Regions from separate parts of the Cricetulus griseus genome. Here region 2 is linked to region 1. Evidence: chromatin contacts called from public Hi-C data. All regions are on one chromosome and are shown on one strand. Each heading gives the region's core, a stretch centred on a gene start, on an enhancer-like site or on the middle of the called end of the contact. The rest is flanking DNA. Distances are from core to core; before and after follow the strand shown. Region 1 overlaps Tet3 (methylcytosine dioxygenase TET3). Region 2 holds the start of Bola3 (bolA-like protein 3).

Region 1 (4,543 bases), core at 1,297-3,796:
GTCTTTTACAAGGACAGCCAGTGCTCTTAACCATTGAGTCATCTTTCCAGCCTAATTACCTTGTTTTTTGTTTTTTGTTTTTTGTTTTTTGTTTTTGTTTTTGAGACTATCTTCCACTGAGTTTGCAGATTCAGCTACACTGGTGTCCAGCAAGCCTCAGGGATCCTTCTGTCTCCACCTCTCCAGGGCTGGAGTTACAGCACACACTATGCTGGACTTTTACATAGGTGCTGGTGATCAAAACTCAGGCCCTCATGTTTGTACATCGAGCATTTTACTAAATGAAACCACTTCCATGCCCCCCTTTTGTTTACTTTTTGTCTTGCTGGGGATTAGACCTCAAATATGTTGGGCAAGTAAGTGCTTCATGACCAAGCTACACCCCCCAGCCCTAGATGCTATTCTATAACTGAAGTTAGTCTTGGGTCTGGATTGAGGTTAGGTTTGTGAGCTCCCTGAAAGGTTCAGCTGAATGTCTTATGAAAGTGTGACAGTGTATCTTTTCTGGGAAGACAATATATGGTTTTTAGCACATTCTTAAGACTATGCATGGCCACCCCAGATTTTAAAAGCATGACTTACCTGAGTCATCCAATGTGGATGGACAGCTATTTAAATTAAAATGAAATACAATAATGGGCACAATAGCCACCTTCTAATTAGCTGCACATGGCTAATGGCTCTCGTTGGACAGTGCAGATAAAGAATGTTCTTTCCTGGAAGTGGTGGCTCATACCTGTAATCCCAGCACTTGGGAAGATGAAGGAGGAAGCATTTGAGTTGAAGTCTGGCTTAACTCTTTATGTAGTCCAGCCTCTTACACGATGCATTCCAGGCCAGTCTCAGCTGTTTACTAATACCCTGTCTCTAAAGTTAGTGCTATAGAAGGTCTATTGGGCAGAGCTATGAGCAGGACATGGATGTCCCTATGTGGTCCCCAGATCCAGCCTTACCATAGCCTCATAGCCTTCAGGGTTGGGGATCATGGCTCGTAGCCATGGTATAGAAGAGAACAATGCTCTCCTAGATTCTAACCTACTAAGAACTTATTCTTGAGGGCATGGCCGTATGTTTCTTTGGAACACAGTGGGAGTAAGGTGTGGTTCCCCACAGGAACCCTCCCCCCAGTCCTGATCAAAGCCTCTGTGACCTTGTTCTGGTAACTTCTGGTCCGCACACACTTGTTCACAAGTCCCACCCAAGGTCAGCCCTCTCTGCCTTAGGCTGTCTCCTGGAGAAGGCAGTGTGGCAGTAGGTGGGCTGACTGTATTGGGACTTCAATGTCAAGACTCTATCTCTTCTTTGCCTGTGGAAGAAGACGAGTGCTCAGGAAGAGGATGTTAGAGGACGAGACCCCTTATCTCTGTGCACTCTGGTCCAGCTGGCTGTTCTAAAGAGTCTGTCAGGGTTGTTGTTACAAGCCTCTACCTGGTGATCAGTGTGGGACCAAGACCGCTGCCTTGACTGTGTCCACTTTGGTGGCCTTGTCTACCATTTGCACAAGAAGTTGACAGCCTGAGTTCTTACTAATTACTGAGGCAGGGGTGGGACATGGTGGGGGGCTGAGAAAAGCAGCTCCATGTGGGATCATCAGTTGCCTTTCAGGTGAACTCAGGTCTGAGGGCTGCTTGATTGCTTCAAGTCATGCAAGAGGTGGGCTGGGTTCTCAGATGGTTCTGTTCTGTTTAAACTGCTGAACTGACTTGTGGGAGTTCCAGCACTGCTTTGCCCCTGGAGTTAGTGGACAGATTACAAGCCTCCCACTACTGTTAGCACAGTGACTCCAGGTTCTCAGAATAGGATGGGAATGCCACTGGCAGTTATAAGTGCATTGGTGAGACTATGGGCATCCTTAAACCCCTTTGCCCCTTTTGATTGTCAGGGGGAGATTTAGGAAGGGGTATGAAGAAGCTGGGTCAAAAACAAGTGGCCAGGTGTACTGGACTAAAGTGTTCCCTGAGTCATTCATGTGGGGGAGACACTGGACTGTTGTGGCCTGTCTTTATGCTTTTATTGATGTGCCCCTTATAGAGGTAACTCAGTTCCCCCAATTACAGGAATGATTCCGACACTTTGGAAGAGAGGAATGGCAGGCTCTTGCTTGAGGCCTGGGTGGGGTGGGGTGAGGAGAGATGCAGTGGGGGTTGGGTCAGGGGATAGGATGAAAAAAGCTGGTGCTAGAACAAGGAAGACAAGTACCTTCTGGAATGCTTGTCTCGGTCCCAGGACTACAATCTCCCTCTTCCTGGAGAAGTACAGCTCTTCTCTGGTGCTGCATCAGTTTCCAGAATCAAGGTTAGGTGTGTTTTAACCTTAGCTAGCCTTATCCAGCAAACCTCTGCCAGGATTGGCACAGGCCAGGCACGAGTCTGTGCCAGGGGTGGAGGGGTAACAGTGTTAACTTTGTCCTTCATGAGACCAAGGAAACTTTTTTTTCTTTTTTTAACCAGAATGCTGTTATAAAGCTAGAAGGGAGGAGTTCCTTGAGGACAGAGTCTAGCCTTAGTCACTCTTGGGCCTCTTGCAGACCAGCTGGGAAGGGAAGGAATAGGTCTGGAGAGTTTGCTTGTAAATGATTGAGGAGGGCTCTGACTCTCCCGCCTGCTGCTCCTGGAGTACTTGACACTGAATGCAGAGGTGTGGAAAGACTTAGGCAGGCTGCTGGGCATACCTGAGGGTGTTCACAGATCCTTCAGGGAGATTCCATGTGTGTTAGTTACTCTTGGCAGTCTTCCAGGCCACCCTGGATTTGAGTTACTGTGCACCTTGTTCCTGTAGGGTCATCTAGTCTCCTGTTATTTGAGTGGGTCCTGGGACATTTGGTAGTCCAAAAGACAGTTGAATGTGACCATAATGAAGCAGTATAACACCTTCTAAAGCATCTAGGACAGTGGTCCTTGGGATTGCATATCAGACATATACATTATGATTTATAACATTAGCAAAATTAGCTATGAAGTAGCAATAAAATAACTTTGGGAGGCTCACCACAACATGAAGATCTGTGTTAAAGGGTTGTAGCATTAGGAGGGGTGAGAACCACTGATGGAACTTGTGGAGTACAGGCAGAGTGGCACTAGGTGTCAGGGGCTCAGTGTGTGTGTTTGTCAGAGTGGAGGTGAGGGGGTGGGTATTGGGGCTGCCTCTTTGTGTATCAGGACATCAGTGGTACCTTCATTGCGTCTCGGTCTGCTGTTCCTCCAAGGAGGAGTGTCTTTTCTTCCTTTGCTCCTCCTCTGCTTCCTCCTCCTGGTGATTGCCATTGACACAGACTTCAGCTGCCAAAGCTAATTGTGAGGCCTGATCAGTGAATGAAGGCGAAGGCAGTTCCCATGACAACCTCAAAGAGTTTCAAATATAGAGGATGATGTATGTGTGATGGGTTGCAATTACTTGGGTGGAAACTGATGCGTGGACACTGGGAAACATGGGCTCCGAGGGTAGAAGGGGGTGTTAGGTTTCTTTGGCAGCATCCTTCGTGTGATGAATAGGAAGGAGGTCACAGGTTTCCCCTCACAGCAAATTCCTAGTGCCTTCAGTGTTGGGCTCTTTGGAGAGGTGGGGCTCCAGCCATCGTGGTTGGGGAGGCAGGACACGTGCAGAGCCAAACCTCAGGTGTTAAATGTTAGAAGTGCTATGGACTGCCAACAAGCTTAGGTAACCAGAGAAGGCTTCCTGGAGGAAATGGGCTTCAACTGAGCAAGGAAGAAAAAGCCCTGTGCAGAAGTGCCTTGTTCAGGACAAGGCAAGGAAGAGACCTGTCTCTAGTTTTGTCAGCTCTAAAGAGGTAGATGGACTGGAGCATTGTGGGATTATCCATAGTGGCCCTTGAGTGTGCCACTTCAAGTGAAAGGATGGGAAGAGTCTTGCTGGGTCTTTTCTGGCTGTGTGATCTTGGGCAAGGTGTGCAGAGCTCTGTATTGTTTTTCTGTCGAGTAGGTATGGAAAGTCCTGGCGTGTTGGTTTATTTTGAGATTTAAATAAGATGCTTTGTGTTGTGTCCCCATTTGTGGGGCTCCACAAGGCTTGTACTTGGTTCATTTGCAGTCTTCCCTCCCCAGTGTGTCAGAGTTCCTGTTTGTCTGTGTGGAGTCTGGCCTATGGATAGCCACATTCTTGAGATAGTGTGTTTCTACCATGGCCTCCCTCCTGCAGCTGGTACAGTGAGACTGGGAGACCCAGATGGAAGATTGGGGGAGGATCTTTGTTCTTAGGCAGAGGAATCCCAAGTACCTCTGAGTTGGTCACAGTGAGCCCCACGTGTACGAAGAGAGGCATATAGAGGTGAGAAAGATGGCAGGTGGGAAACAAACTGCCTTGACTCAAGGGTCCTGGCGTGTATGTATCTCACAGGCATCACGTACCTCTCAAGAGGTGAGGTGGCCAGAGTGGGATGAGAATGGGAGCATGTCGGCTGCCTTGGGGGCTGCATGCTCCCTTGGTTTAGCCAAGGGCTGCTGGACAGGGTGGGTACCTGAAGCTGGGGACACAGAGTTAGCACAGGAAGATAGGATGAACTCCTCTCCAGACTTCCATAAACTGT
Region 2 (4,543 bases), core at 1,478-3,977, 100 kb after region 1:
CAGCACGGCAAACTTGCTCTGTTTTATGTGTTTCTGGGAATCACCGCTGCACCTGCTAGGCAAGTGCTCCACCAACTGAGCTACATCTCCAGCCCAATAAAAGCTATTTCTGAATGTTCTCACAACCCATGCAAGTGTGCTTTCGAGGCCTCAGGGAGCCCTCCTTAGGGCTGGCTCTTATCTAGCTGCCTGCACCTGTGTCCTTCTCTGGGTGTGTTGGATAAGGCCCCCATCTTCCCTCTGCTTCTAGTGGGGAAGCTGCACCTCCAGCCCAGTCCTGACTAACAGACAGGCGTCCGGAAGTGTAGCAGTGGCCTGAGAAGAGCAGGGCCAGCCTGGGCTTGGAGAGTCTGCCCTGGGTCCTAATTCTGCCTCTGGCTCTCCTGTTTCTTGTGGCTCTCTTGTTTCTTTGGGCTTGACTCTTGGATAAAGTCCGGTAGTTGACCACACCTACATTGGGCCCATTCTGGTTCTGCCATTGTAGGGATTCAAGAATTGGGGTGGGCAGGTTACAAGGTCCATCTCAAAACTGAGAGACTATGTCCTGAGCTCTTGGTGCCTCTACAGGAGCAGGCTTGCTCATCAGTAAGTGGGGCCTCATCTAAGCAGGCCTAGTCTGGTAACCCAGAGCTCTCTCAGCCAGGCCTTTGTCTTTGTGGTTTCCCTCCGATGTTTCTAAGTCCCCATCTCCAACTGGCCCAGAGCAACACATGGCAGTCGCTATGGCAAGTCCCCTCCTCCCGGCCTTTTGACCTCAGCCTCTCCCCAGGCAAAAACTCGAAAACCTCAGCAAAGCCCCATGGAGAAGATGGGAGGAAGCCTCACCTGAGATGTCTGTGACTTTGATAGCTGTGGCTCGAGGAAACTTTTCTTTGAGAACCTGGGTCACTTTGAGCTCCCCGTCAGTCTGGGAGGCAAACATCCGATGTACACAGTTCAGCAGAGGAAGCTGTGACAACAAAGAGGAGGTCCGTGGAACTGTGAGATGGTCTCTGCTGGAGTGGGGGCAGGCAAAATGTTGGGGCTGGTGAGTGTAGGTGCTGAAGGTGCCATCCAGTCACTGCTCGGTCTCACCTGAAGGTCCAGAGCAGGGTGCTGGTCTAGACTTTCAGGGTCGCATCCTGGGTCTCTGCTATGTTTGTGCGTGTGCAGCAGCCCATGTGTGCGGGGGTGGGGTGGGTGGGTGGAGGACAAGCACAGCGGTCATTCTCAGGGACATCACCTTACTTTTTGAGACAAACAGTGACTGGCTTGGAGCTCATCAAGTGGGCTAGGCTGGCAGGCAAGTCCCAGGCATCCATCTGTCTCACCTCCCCAGCAGTGGGATTACAAGTGTATTTAAGAGTTTGTGCTCATGACTGCGGTGCCTTCAGAGGCCAGATGAGGGTATCAGATCCCTGGGGCGGGGGTTATAGGCAGTTGTGAGGTGATGGACATGAAGGCTGGATACTGAATCGGGGTTCTCTGCAAAAGCAGAGAACACTCTTACCCACTGCCTCACATGGGCCCTGGGGACTGAACTCAAATCATCCTTGTGACCACTTCACCAACCGAGCCTTCTCCCCAGCTCTCATTGGCTGGTCTTAAAAGGCCAAGATGGAGTCTGTGCCTCTACAGCAGCATCCCAGAGCTGACCCTAAGGCGGGCCCTCTGAAGCAATGAGTGTGCAGATGAGAGCATGACCACTGGACACAGGCCAAGAAGCCTAAGAGATAGCAGAGCTGCAGGCAGGATGAAAGGTCTGGAGTTAGATGGTCTGTGTGCTGCACAAATGAGCAAGACCAAGGCTGTGTGATGGCAAGGTTTTGGGGGCGGAACTGCTCCTGAGACAGAAGCATAGGTGGCATAACCGGATGGCGGGCACACCGTAAAAGCACCAAGAGGCAGGCACAGTGGCTAGCACAGCAGAACCCTCCGAGGAGCCTGTCATCTTAGCACACTATCCTGTCAACAGACTGACTAAATCCCAGATGACCTGCCCTCGATGACAGTCCCGGAGCAACACAACTCCTCAGCATGGGAGGCAGATTCAAGACGGCAGGCAAGTGAGGATAAAGAGGTGGAGGAGATAAAGCTGAAGATGAGTGTGAAAGAGGGACAACGGTCGGGCAGTGTGGCTTACGACTTTATTCTAAGAGTTAGGAGGAACGTCACAAGTTCTAGGTTAGCCAGGGCGATAATGTGAGACTCTGTCTCAAAAACGTACAGGAGAGCTCGCTGGCTCTATGCTGGGCTCCCACTCGAGGCTGCAGGCTATGGAGGGTCAAGGTCAGAGAGAGGCCTGCTCTATGTGCAATTGCAGGGCCCAGCAACCAACGCCTGGACGACAGGGTTACAGCACCCGTTTTTCTGCTACGGAAGGCAGCATTTCTTTCCCAGGTTCGCTGTACTGTGACGGTGTGTGGGCCTGTCCCCCATCCACCTGAGCCAGACACCCACCAGCACTCCCAGTGCGACTGAGAGAAGTCAGGAGAGAATGAATGGGCAGGGAAGGACCCCGGCCTCGCCCCATGTCCCCAGCCAGACAAAAGCCACCCAAGCTCCCCCGCAGCTCCACCCGAGCCCCGCCGGCTCACCCCGTGGCTCCCGCGGAGCAGAGGCACAGTGGACGCCGGGCCCCATGCCGCCATGCCCGGCGACGCAACCCGCAGCCCGCAGCCTGAGGTCACAGTGCAGCCGGAAAGACACCGGCACTCCGTCCGGAGCGGCCGACCTGGGAGAGCCCGCCCCCTGCCGCCCGGAGGCCGCGCCCGCCCTGCGGTCCCCACCCAGAACCAGCCGCACCTGCAGGCCCCGGGGCACCCTCCATCCCGCTAGACCGCCTTCCACTAGTGTCCCCGACCCAACCTCGGCAGCCAGATCCCAGGGTGCACGGGACAGTCCTCCCTCCTGACACCCTACCTCACTGTTCTAGGGAACTGGCTCCTTTCCAGAAAGGAGTTTCTGTGAAATTCTCAAGCAACGGGGGTCTTAGGTTTGCGTTTTAGAAAGAGCGCTCTGGCTCCTGTGAGGAAGAGGGGGCCTTGTAAAGGGATTGAAATTGGAGAGGACAGGCTGATGCAGAGGTCAGATTAGCGATGGACTAAACCAGGGGCAGGAGTGGGGATGAGGTATGGCGAGGGGATGGAGTGTGTTAGAAACGGGATAGAAGACAGAAATTTGTTTAGGATTTCCCCAAATTCCAGGAGAGACACCCTAGGATGGAATCTGTAATCTCAGGGCTGTTCTGTGCTCAAAGTTAGGCAGGACTAAGTAGGGCATCCCAGGCCAGTTTGGGCTAGAGAGACCTTGTCTCAAAACCAAATAGGATGGGATGTGGTGGCTCACACCAATTAATCCCAGCACTGGAGAAACAGGCAGGCAGATCTCTTGAGTTCAAGGTCATCCTCGTCTATGTATCGAGTGTGAGGCCTGCCAGGGCTACACAGCGAGACCCTGGCTCAAAACAAAACACCAGAATAGGTAGCACACACCATGAGGAATAAGTAATCACCAGCAAAACAACTGGTATACTGTCAGAGACTAAAAGCTGGTGCTCCATTAAACTGTTTCTCCACTGGTAATTGCAGCCTGAAGTCTGGTACAGCCTGCAGGACTTCATCCCAGCACTTGTGCCTAGGCAATCAGTACCTCCCTGTGGATTGGACCAGGATTTGTTCTTTAAAGTGATCTACTAAAAGTAGGCTCATTTATAGGCCAGGCATGATATTGCACCTTTAATCCCAGCACTATCGAGGGATAGGCAGGTGGATCTGTTACTTCAAGGCCTGCCTGGCCTACACAGCAAGTTCCAGGACAGTTAGGACTACGTAAACCCTCTCTCAAAACAAAACAAAAATTTTATTCCAATGTTGAGTGACTCCTGTGTTCTAGCCCTCATTTCTGGATTACTTGATACACAAATTTTTCTGCTTGATTCCTTACAATTTATGGTTAGTGTAATTAGGGATAATTTATTGACTTTCAAGTTTCTTCATTTATGCCAAGAACACAATTAAAACTAAAATGTTTTCTAGCTGTATAGTGGCTCCTTTTTGCTATTCAAACCACATGAGCAGGGACTGGCTAACTAGATGGTGATTGGTTTAAGACTGGCCAAATGATCTAAACCAGACCACTGAAATATGGTCCTTGGAATTGGCTGGAACTAAAGAAATTAGTTTTCCAATGTATTGCTACACTTGTACAAAGCCTGGCACCGCTGGCAAATAGGCATCTCTCCCTCCCTCCCCTCCCCCTCCTCCCCCCATCTCTAACCTGTTGGAAGACAGTGCAGACAAGTTTGCCACTTGAAGCTAAGTGCCCTAGGTAAGGTCACATACTTACCTCTGTCATTTACATTGGCGCTTTTGCTTGTCAATCCTATCCCACAGATCACCCACATAACTGTGGCTGAGAACTGTTGGTATTCCACTGTGCACCCTTTACCTTCAGTTTCCAAGAGGCTATGCAAACTGTTTTAGAGAAAAATGTCCATTGTCTCAAATCCTTCATACTCCCAATCACACAAAGGAAATAGCCTTCACATGACTTCCTCTTACCT

The links. Hi-C and Micro-C count contacts between places; a contact is called where the count stands out from the background.
Region 2: a Hi-C map of liver shows a contact between it and region 1, with 1.9 times the contacts expected there. The contact joins the promoter of Bola3 here to the enhancer-like site in region 1. A contact is called at or near these places in 4 of 8 Hi-C or Micro-C datasets (the CHL-YN cell line, the CHO-K1 cell line and liver).

The regions. Positions count from the first base shown.
Region 1 is chr8:74,662,590-74,667,132 of CriGri-PICRH-1.0, forward strand. The region is part of intron 2 of Tet3 (methylcytosine dioxygenase TET3); the gene reads left to right. Among named protein-coding and RNA genes, the nearest start is that of Tet3, 11 kb to the left of the region's middle. Within about 2 kb of position 2,547, at least 1 of the 6 cell types and tissues checked has open chromatin away from gene starts, as enhancers often do.
Region 2 is chr8:74,765,573-74,770,115 of CriGri-PICRH-1.0, forward strand. Bola3 (bolA-like protein 3) reads right to left here and starts at 2,728. Exons shown (of 3, transcript XM_035448965.1): 1 at 2,577-2,728; 2 at 826-949. The coding sequence starts at 2,630.